2 separate regions of the Bombyx mori genome follow, and region 2 is linked to region 1. The links are chromatin contacts, called in public Hi-C maps. All regions are on one chromosome and are shown on one strand. The core of a region is the stretch at or near the end of the contact, and the rest is flanking DNA. Distances in the headings are between cores, read along the strand shown. Region 1 holds the start of LOC101735682 (midasin). Region 2 overlaps LOC101735682 (midasin).

What was found. A called contact is a pair of places that touch in the nucleus more often than the background predicts.
Region 2: a contact with region 1 is called in a Hi-C map of posterior silk gland, with 1.8 times the contacts expected there. The contact joins the enhancer-like site here to the promoter of LOC101735682 in region 1. A contact is called at or near these places in 3 of 7 Hi-C or Micro-C datasets (middle silk gland, posterior silk gland and whole pupa).

The regions. Positions count from the first base shown.
Region 1 is chr19:8,856,514-8,862,529 of ASM3026992v2, forward strand. It overlaps LOC101735682 (midasin), which reads left to right and starts at 3,961. Exons shown (of 41, transcript XM_062674030.1): 1 at 3,961-4,172; 2 at 4,656-4,912; 3 at 5,518-5,766. The coding sequence starts at 4,083.
Region 2 is chr19:8,897,863-8,903,091 of ASM3026992v2, forward strand. It overlaps LOC101735682 (midasin), which reads left to right. Exons shown (of 41, transcript XM_062674030.1): 35 at 878-1,032; 36 at 1,869-1,994; 37 at 2,275-2,459; 38 at 3,449-3,654; 39 at 3,978-4,183; 40 at 4,898-5,229. Among protein-coding and RNA genes, the nearest start is that of LOC101746459, 17 kb to the right of the region's middle. Within about 2 kb of position 3,554, at least 1 of the 8 cell types and tissues checked has open chromatin away from gene starts, as enhancers often do.

The DNA.
Region 1 (6,016 bases), core at 2,711-5,210:
TTTTTTTTTTTTTTTTTTTTATTGCCCTTGTAGGCAGACGAGCATACGGCCCACCTGATGGTGAGTGGTTACCGTCGCCCATGGACTTCAGCAATGCCAGGGGCAGAGCCAAGCCGCTGCCTACCGCTTAATACTCTCCACAAGCCTCGTTTGAAGAAGGACATGTCATAGCGCTCGGGAAACACCGTGGAGGGGAGCTCATTCCATAGCCGGATGGTACGTGGCAAAAAACTTACTTATATTAAATTACTTATCTATTTCAACTAAAGACTTATTCCCAATTTCATAGGCTTCTATTGCTGTTTTTAATATTAAAGGATCATATCTCATAAAAGGCTTTGCACTCTTTGATACGTACACGCGAGGCATATCTAAAAATAGAAAACAATACGTAACTGATAATATAGGGGGCCTAAGAAGACGACGTGCAAGCTGCTCTGCACGCGTTTTATGCATGAGCATCCGGGTGATGGAAGGCCGGCTATCCTCAACCCACGCTGGTTCTGACCCAGCGGGGTATTCCGTAGGATAGACCATTCTAACCGGCGCCATCTAGGCGGGCTTCGGATAGTCTGCCGACCGAGAGGGCTGGTGGTCATGGCGCCGACGACCGCCAGTCCGGCGTCCCGAGGGGGAGGGTGATGAGAGAGATGTGCTCCGCACTAAACGCTTCACTTTCCCCCCTTTGCCTTTTCATGAGTTTTGTCATGCGAGGTTTGGACGTTGGTTGTTGAGAGACAGGAGGTTTTAGTCGGTTCGACTCCGACATGCCCCGCCCTCCATCCCCAGTGAAGGGCGGAAGTCAGGCGATTTCTGATAATATAAATATTTACCAAACAATAAAATAACACATTGATAATTTTGAATAAAAGTTCTAGACAAAGACATCATGAATAAACCAGATTTTTACCAACAAATTTAAAATATATTGTTATAACTACATAGACAACCCTACAAACCTGTACCTATTTATACTTAGGTCGTTTCCATTTCACGTATTCTTATCCCAATTGACCCCTTATTCGTTGTTATTTGTACCTAAGACGTCCCCAATATCCCCAAAAACAACAGATTTTTACATGTATTTTTATTTTATCAAATACATTAAAACCAATCACAACTGAGACTCACCTTTAATATATATGCTGGTTCAAACACTAAATAACGTTTATAAATCACAGTCGTCTTCTATTATTATCAAATAAATAAAAGAGAGCAAAGTTTCTAGCACTAAAATAATTACCACCACAGGAAGTTAATTTGAAACCCGATTTTTTATAAGTTAGCAGCTATTATCATTCATATTCAGAGTTGTTTTGTGAACTTTCAACATTCTACTATTAAACTACAAAAAATGGAAGATTTTGCAACGAATATAAAACTTATATTGAGCGTCGAAAGATTTTCCCGTTTTTTTTTCGATTCGCCTCTCAATCCCTAATCGCCCCATTTTACCGGTACTATTCTGCAAATATATTAAGTGTATAATCTATGCTATTCTGTATTAAGAAAAAATATTTGGAGTGAAATGAAATGAAGTTAATTAATTTGAGACATTAATCAATCGGGATGAAATTAAATGAATAGAAATTATCATCATCATCATCATCATCATCATTTCAGCCTATCGCCGTCCACTGCTGAACATAGGCCTCTCCAATAGATTTCCAGTGCGACCGGTCCATTGCCACCTGCATCCAACGAGACCCAGCGCTTTTTACTAGGTCGTCGGTCCATCTAGTAGGTGGCCGTCCCACACTGCGCTTGCCAGTACGTGGTCGCCACTCCAGGATCTTTCTGCCCCATCGACCGTCCTCTCTTCGTGCTATGTGGCCGGCCCATTGCCACTTCAGTTCACTAATTCTACGGGCTATGTCAGCAACCTTCGTTCTTCTACGGATCTCCTCATTTCGGATTCGATCACGTAGAGAAATGCCGAGCATAGCCCTCTCCATAGCTCGCTGCGCGACTTTGAGCCTTCTAAAAAGATCCCTAGTGAAGCACCACGTCTCCGAGCCGTAAGTCATCACTGGTAACACACATTGGTTGTACGCTTTTGTCTTAAGGCACTGAGGTATTTTGGACGAGAAGACGTTGTGCAGTTTACCGAACGCTGCCCAGCCGAGTTGGATCCGTCTACTGACCTCTCTCTCAAAGTTGGACCTACCTAATCGGACTGCCTGTCCTAGGTATATATATTCGTCAACAACTTCAAGAGTAGAACTCCCAACAGTAACTATGGTGGGTGCAACATGGACATTGTACATGATTTTTGTTTTGTCCATGTTCATTTTAAGACCCACTTGTTGAGAAACCCTACTGAGGTCACCGAGCATACGCCCTAAATCTTCCAGCGACTCTGCCATGACCACGATGTCATCGGCAAACCGAAGATGAGTGATGTATTCGCCGTTAATATTGATGCCAAGACCTTGCCATTCCAGAAGCTTGAAGGAATCCTACAGAGCAGTGATAAACAGTTTCGGAGATATCACATCTCCCTGTCTCACTCCTCTCTCATAGAAATTATACGGGATAAAATATAATCTCAGTAAAATGGTGGTTATTTAATGAAACTTTTCAATTGGACTTTTTGAAAGATTCTGAAATGCTGCGTCTTGCGCCTTTTTTCATTTTCACACATTTTGTGCACTTTCACAGATACTAAATAGTTAAAAAACCACCGTTGTTACAAAAAAAAACATTTCATACAATTCGCTCCTCGCGTTCCCGCCAAAAGTCATTTCCAGTAGAAAGTTGCCCATAAATTACCAACTTTTCATTTTAAAGACACAATAATTTTATTTGTAATTTGATATACTTCAAATGGATAATGGTAATAAAAGTAAAAATGAAAGGCGCGCGTGCGGCGTTCTAATAGGGAAACCCCTCGCTCACTACTCTTTGAGTCGCGCTTGGAGCCGACAACGAGAGCCCCTGATTGGTCGCAACGTGCGATCAGGTGCGGCTACCGGTGCAGCCGGCGTGGCGTTTCGGTTGTTATACAGCCATATTATGAAATTTAGTCTTAGTATTCAATACTATTCAATTAATTACGCTTCGTACTGTTTAAATTGAACGATGCAAAATTGCTGATTGTCGTCGTATAATAGATTAAAAGCGGTTGATGGCGTAAGACACCAAATAATAAGATGTTGGAACTTTTATGCCTGGGTGGGTTAAAAACATGTAGTTGGCGGTTCGTTGACAGCCCTGCAATGTGTTCATGTGTTGTCTAATGTAAAATTTGGTAGTATCTTGTACATTTCTGCACAGCATCTTTACCAACCTACACAACGTTAATAAAAGTAGTTGGTTGGATCTTTACAATTTCATCAGCTTCATTTCTTAAAAGAAAAGTAGCTTTGGATACTTCTTAGCCCATTCGTTAGCTGTCAATGAAAGATAAAATCGATATCTGTTTTGGAGATACGCCAGAATAAGTGCCGACAGACAGAAGGTTTATTTTTAAACACCGTTTAATTCTTTGTGTGCATAAAGTAAGAAGCTTATTTTGACATTACAAACACTTCAATGTTGCTATAAATATATTTTCCCTATATAATCGCTGATAGCCTTGAGGGGCTAGGCCAGCTACGTATGTTCTCGTAAGCGAACCCACGAGATATAACCTGAAAGAAATCGCTAACCTAAGCCATAATAAGAGGAGAGCTTCGCTGTATTCACTACCAGATCGGAATCGCAACCCACTGAGAAGATCCAGCAAGAAACTCAGCGGGTTGTGCCCTGCAAGATTTATTCATTAATTATCCTAAGCGAATTCTCGTTCGAATTAGATCAGTATGAGTGCTATTACTTTTGCACAAATTTTTCTTTTGTACAGTGTATGTTTTACATTTCCTTGAAAATCTATGTTGAAAGCACTGAAGTAGGTCTATGGTTGAAAATGACTTTAAAACTAATATGTCGTTGTCAATGTCAATGTCAACAATTCACGTGGTAGACCTACCTACCGTGTTGTGTTTGTTGAGAACGTGCTGCACTTGCGGCACGCTTAATATTAATGAAAATCTCTAAGTTTTATCGTTCTGAATGAAAAAGTAAACTGAAGGCTTGGTAAGATGTCTATTTCATATATGTTGTCTGGTCTAAACAAAATAGGCTCTGAAACAGGAACCCAGGAGCTCAAGATATTATGTGAAAATCTAAAGGTTAGTATTTGTTTATCGTTATTTAACCAAAATATCTATTTCACTTATTTATATCCGTGCATTACCCTGCCAGTATTTACGTACATAGAATTTCAGTGAAATTAAATTTTTGAGATACCGAAAAAGTTCACTTTCGAATTGCATGTTGATAAACAAAGTAAATTCATTAATGGTGATAATTATATTAAAGGCACACATGTGACTTAATTATAATTTATCGTCGAGTATTTAAGGTTAGCACTATTTTCTTATTATTTTGGAGGCCTTCAGAACTAACTGAAATGTAATTAATGAAATGTAATCAAACACCTATTTTTAATGAGAATACAGTTATAATCCGTATCCTATCAATATGTAAATATAAATTAGTAAAAATAACTCCTGGATTGTCCTTTGGTAAGACTAGTATTATTTATCCCACTTTGACACTAAACAAAAATCCAAGATGTATGCAATAAATAATGAAGATGGTTTTTTTTTCAGACATCTTTATCAAAAAAAGCATTAGAAATTCAAGATATTGTGAAAATTTTATCAGATTACATTCTCAAAATTGATGATGCTATATTGTTCAAAACATATTTATCAAATATACTACTGGCATTAGTGTCATTGAAGATACCACTAAAAGCTATTTTCTCCAGCCCTGATTACATAAAATGTAGTGATTCTGAAAAGATTGCTCATTTGGAGTATTCTGTGATATTAGCTACTTTATGTGATCACCCTGATATTTTGCAGTAAGTGTTTGTTAACTTCATTTAGTAATAAAATTTGGACAGTTCTACCTAGTTCGAAAGCTTTAAGGTATGTACAAATAAAATGAATGTTTCTAAGATATCTTCTAAGCATAATTAAACCATTCACCTAGTAGTGATGAATCCTAAAACAATTAATTAGGGAAAGTTTCCTTGTTTTTTAAATACAGTTTCCATAGAAATTTTATAATCCAACTCTAGAATCCTAAACTCTTAGTACTTTCTAAAAATTCATAGAGACATTTTACGTCCATTAAAGCAATTGTTTAGCTGACGTCATTTTTGCTCTAGAAGGTATAATGCTAACCTGTTGGTGAGTCGGAAAAAAGTCTTCCCATCAGTGAGAACTCTGCAAATTATTTTTAAGCAGGACACATCATGTTGTTATTGACGAACATTTTTAATTTTTTATTTATTTATTTATTAACCTTGAAAACATGAAAAACTGAAAACATTAGACTCATGAATGATGATATGAATGCATGTAAATTGATAGTTAAGTTTTTTATTGATGAGATTTCTTAAATTTTTATAATCCTTTGTAATAGTCACTATGTTTGAATTATGTAAACCAACTTCATTTTCAGATATGCCCTTAAATACTTTGAGATCAATAAAGTACCACCATTTGAGGTGTTCATATATCACGAAGAAGGTTACAATGTTGCTCCAAAGAAACGTCGGCTGCTCGACTGCAGACAGAAGATTAATGATCAACAAATAGTGAACTGCTGCTACACTTTACTTACGAAGCTGCCAAACGAATTGTCTGTTAAATGGGATTGGACCAAATTTGTTGAGAACTTCAGTAATCATGATAACGTTGAGATAAGATGGTAAGTAAAAATAAAATTGAGTAACTGAAATTCTTGAATACAACGTTACGAATATATGAATTGCTGCTGCAGAAGCCTGAATGGAAATGATCTAGTAGCACAAAGTAACATTATTTATTTATTAGACCAACCAAAAGTAGGTTGCAGTTTTTTCCTCATTCCTTTATGGTTAGATGGATGTGTCAGTTGATATCTAATTGTGTAAAAAATTAAGGTATAAATACTACATATTTAATATCTTCATATTAGG
Region 2 (5,229 bases), core at 2,304-4,803, 41 kb after region 1:
TACCCAGGTACCAGTAGCTGATATACATAGTTATATACGTTTCAATATTATATCGTCGTTGCAAATTTGAAATCTCCTATGTGTATAAATGTATTTTTCGAGAAAATCTAATAAAACTACCTACTGAAAAAAAAAAATCTTAGCACGTCGGGTACTTTGATCTATAATAAAATACAAACCGACACTTAGGATTTTTTAAGATTGACGCTTAATAAAGTGGAATATTGAGATATGCACATGGGAGTTTTTGCTGATTATATATATTAGATATTTACTGGTGGTAGGACCTCTTGTGTGTCCGCACGGGTAGGTACCACCGCCCCGCCTATTTCTGCCGTGAAGCAGTAATGCGTTTCGGTTTGAAGGGTGGGGCAGCCGTTGTGACTATACTGAGACCTTAGAACTATATCTCAAGGTGTGTGGCGCATTTACGTTGTAGATGTCTATGGGCTCCAGTAACCACTTAACACCAGGTGGGCTGTGAGCTCGTCCACACATCTAAGCAATAAAAAAAAATGATATTCAAAATAACTTTCATAATATATGAAAATATCATTTTGGCCCAAAATAGGAGATTTTATATTTGCAACGACGATATACATATATAGATAATAAACACCCAAACAAAGAGCAAACCAATCTTTTCATTACACGATTCCATCCAAGCAAAAAAATAAATAAAAAAAAAACACGATTGTTTGCCCGATGTGGGAATCGAACCCTCGACCCTCAGCGCAACAGTCAGGATTGCGAATTACTGCACCACCGAGTCAGTCAAAAGATAAGACCCAGTTTCGATTTCAAGCAATAAGGAACCAACCAATTATAGCTGCACGTTGTTTTATATTGTTTCTACATTCGCATTTTGGTTACGCAGGTGACATTACTGAGAGGAAACATAAACAAATGCAGACATTGAACGTTGAGCGGGAAGATGATAACGCAGAAGAGGGCGGCGATGTCAATGATGAAGATGAAAGCGACGCCGATGCCTTCCAACATGTGAAACAAGCTAAAAAGGATGATTTACAGGTACAAACAAAATCAAACGTTATGTCACTGAAACCAGTTGTAATAATACTAAATAAACACACACAAAATACCTTTATATATATATAAAAATGAATAGCTGTTCTTTAGTCTCGCTAAAGCTCGAAAACGGCTGGACCGATTTGGCTAATTTGGTCTTGAATTATTTGTAGAAGTCCAGAGAAGGTTTAAAAGGTAGATAAATATGAAAATTCTCGAAATTAAATAAAAATAACAATTTTGTTTTACCTTTGATGTGTCTCCCGTCGGACGGATCGCTTGTTTCTTTTATGTTTATTCTATACAAAAGTTTAGGTCTTTTATTTATCGGTTGAGGCACTACGAAGTCTGCCGGGTCAGCTAGCATAACATAAGACATTGTTTGATGTCTAAAATCATACGATTCTTTTTAAAGGATAAGACACCCGGAGTATTCGTATCGAGCGTTGCAACGCTGTTCGAATCTCGTAAACAGGTACCAATTTATCTAATGAAATACGTACTTATCAAATATTCACGATTGACTTCCACGGTGAAGGAATAACATCGTGTAATAAAAATCAAACCCGCAAAATTATATGCGTAATTAAAGGTGGTAGGACCTCTTGTGAGTCCGCGCGGGTAGGTACCACCACCCTTCCTATTTCTGTCGTGAAGCAGTAATGCGTTTCGGTTTGAAAGGCGGGGCAGCCGTTGTACTGTTAGACCTTGAAACTCTTAAAGCGAGTGGCGGAATTTACGATGTAGATGTCTATGAGCTCCAGTAACCACCAGGTGAGACGTGAGCTCGTCCACACATATAAGTAATAAAAAAAATATATATAGTTCAATTTTCAAAGGCGTTAGACGCAGCAACCAAAGAACAAGCCAATGAACAGCCGGTGATACAGAAAGAAGAAGATGAAGGCGAAGAACTGAAGGAAGATGAACAAGTTCCTATGGAAGTTGACGATGAAGAATTACAGGTATAATTTAAAAAACATTTCTGTGACGTCATGTGTTTTACGTCACTGATGTTTTTGTGACCTCTAAAAGCCTTTTAAAATAAGCACAGAATAAAAAATTACTGTGTTTTATTTTTCGAGTTTTGTTATGTAAATGACATCAATAAGACAAGAAATTTTCATACAATCATACAAAAAAACGATAGTGATGTTTTTTTGTTATGCTATTTCGTAAAGTTCTAAGGTGCTAATTATGCTAATAAATAAAAAAAATTATACAATATGTATGTCTTTTAAAAAGGTTGAGAAATCGAAAGAACTTAAACCGGAAAAGATGGGAGAAAGTGCTGAAAAAGACAAAGATAAATCTGGCAACAAAAATGAAACCGGAGAGGAGCCCACTGGCGAAACCGGTATGGAAGTGGAAGGAGAAAAAATTGATACCTCTAGTGTTGCCAGAGGAACTGACACTACTTATCATACACGGTACGAATTGTCTTTATAAATGTTTTTTTTTTAATGGACGTACGAGCTTTTGTGTCATCATTTGTTAAATAGTTTTCAATTCAAGTACATTTTAGATGGTAATTATGTATTATGACTGTAAAAACCAAATATTCAACTTGCACTTAAGGACTTTTTGGCGGGAACGCGAGGAGTGAAGTTGTGTGACTTGTTTTATTTTGTCTATTTAGTGTTTCTTCAGGTTTAAATGTGTAAACACGGTGGTTTATTAACTGTTTCGTATCTGTGAAAGTGCACAAATGTGGGAAAATGAAACCAAGCCGCTGAACGTAGCTTCTCGGGATCCACCGAAAAGTCCACTGAAATAGTCTCAATGAATGAACACCATTTTACTGAGATTATATTTCATCCCATATCATCTCATCTCATTTCATTTAATTTCATGCCAATTGATTAAGTTTCCTTCGCTTTTTATTATTCATCAAGTGTAAATAATTAAAACGGCGAATCATAAAAATCTTATTACTTGACGCTGGCTAATGCACAAACTGTGCCGGAGTCAAAAATTATAAAGAAAAAGAAGAACTTGCCTATAACACTTCGGATACAGCCTCACTTAAGTCGGTTGACGGTTAATCCATATAATGAAGTCAAGGCCGGGATATTGGTAGAGCTTAAAGTAGTAAAGTATTGTTTGTTCTTCATTTAAGGAGCATTCATTGCAATTTGGTGAACTTATTTTCATTCGGTAAAGCAGTCATCAGCGTTAAATTTGCAATGGACAAATCTCAGTCTACAAATTTGTGTGTAGAATTTCTTTTTACAGAAAGATTTGCTCCTAGCGAACCAGGGTTTAATAACTATTTCATTATTTATTTCATCATACCATTTACCTTTGTTTTGATTTATAAGCTGCCTGTCTTCCGAGCCAATTTTTATTAATTTGTTGACGAACATCAGGTCTTGCCATGTAATTGAATAAAGCTTAAAGCATATATTTTCGTCTACAGATTGGAGCAAGAGGATGTCCAACCGGAGGAGATGACGATCGAGCAGTACATGAGTATACGGGAGTGGCTGGCGTGCGGTAGGGCGGGGGGTGCGGGGGGCGCGGCGGCGTGGCGCGCGCTGTGGCGGGACTCGGCCGCGTCCGCGCGCGCGCTCTGCGAACGGCTGCGTCTGGTGCTAGAACCCACTGGACGGTCGCGACGAGCGGGTAAACTATACACACTTTTTTTCTTAATAGCAATATTTATTTATTTATTTCGCACACAATACACATCAAAAGCTAAAAATATGCATAAAAAATAACAAAAAGTAAAAAGAAACAAAATCTGGCTTGCAAAATAAGCCAAGTGCACACGACTAAGCAAGACAAAGTGTTGAATTTGTACACAATGGTCCTTACAACTATACGACAAAACAACACGATAACGAAAACTAATCTAACTTATAAATACTGTGTGACGCGATATGACTCTTCCAGCATTTCGGTGTGACTATATCATTATTAGATTGAAATATTTTTTCAACTTTCAGGCGATTTTCGAACTGGTCGTGCCATTAACATGCGTCGAATTATTCCATACATCGCGTCACACTTCCGCAAGGATCGCATCTGGCTGCGGAGGACAAAGCCGGCAAAACGAGAGTACAAGATCGCTATAGCCGTCGACGATTCCAGTTCTATGTCCGATAACAGGAGCAAAGAGTTGGCCTTCGAGAGCTTAGCGCTCGTATCTCAGGTGAATAAGGGTCATTTTAATTTTTATAATACAGTTAACCCTCTTATACTTATATTAACGGTAGATACGTTCCCATAAAGTCCCTGTTGTGCCAAACCGTGTTATATGAGACTAGATAAGAAGTTTTTTATAGATTGGTGGACGAACTCGCAGCCCATCTGGTGTTAAGTGGTTGCTGGAGCCCATATACATCTACAACGTAAATGCCGCCAACCACCTTGAGATATGAGTTCTAAGGTGTCAATATAGTTGCAACGGTTGCCCCACCCTTCTAACCGAAACGCATTACTGCTTCACGGCAGAAATAGGCGGGGTGGTGGCGTGTGGACTCACAAGAGGTCCTACCGCCAGTAATATGTATATTGCACATTATTAAAAATACCGCCACTATACGGAAAATTGTGTTTGTAATAGTGGATAAATACCGGTATAGGTAGATACCGTGGATAGTTATATACCGCCTCTCAGCGCGAAAAGTATAACTCTGATATTTTCTTTTTTATTAATTTTGGTGCAAAACTATTGACGACACGACTGTTTGATGAAACTTTAAGTGCTTCAAATTAAAAAAAAGAATTTTTTTAATAGGGTCAGTCTTATCAATGTGCGAATATACAGCTTGTTGTGATATTTGAGCAAGCGGTACCAATCAATGATCTTATAACGGGTGTTTTGATAAATACAGCAATAATACATTTTTATTTTTATTTCCAGGCTTTAAATCTACTGGAATCAGGTGATTTAGCCGTTTTGAGTTTCGGCGAGAAACCGAACCTCTTGCACCCGTTCACCGAACAATTCTCAGAACATTCCGGCTCGAAGATTCTCGAACAGTTACGTTTCGAACAGAATAAAACTAAGATAGCTCAACTGCTGGACTATTGTACGGTTTTATTCGAAGAACAGACCGTGAAGAGTGATGCCCTGAACGCTAAATTGTTAGTTATAGTAAGCGACGGTAGAGGAATATTCTCTGAAGGTGAAACGAAGGTACTCCAGGCGGTCAGAAGGGCGAAACAGCAAGGGATATTCTTAGTTTACGTCAT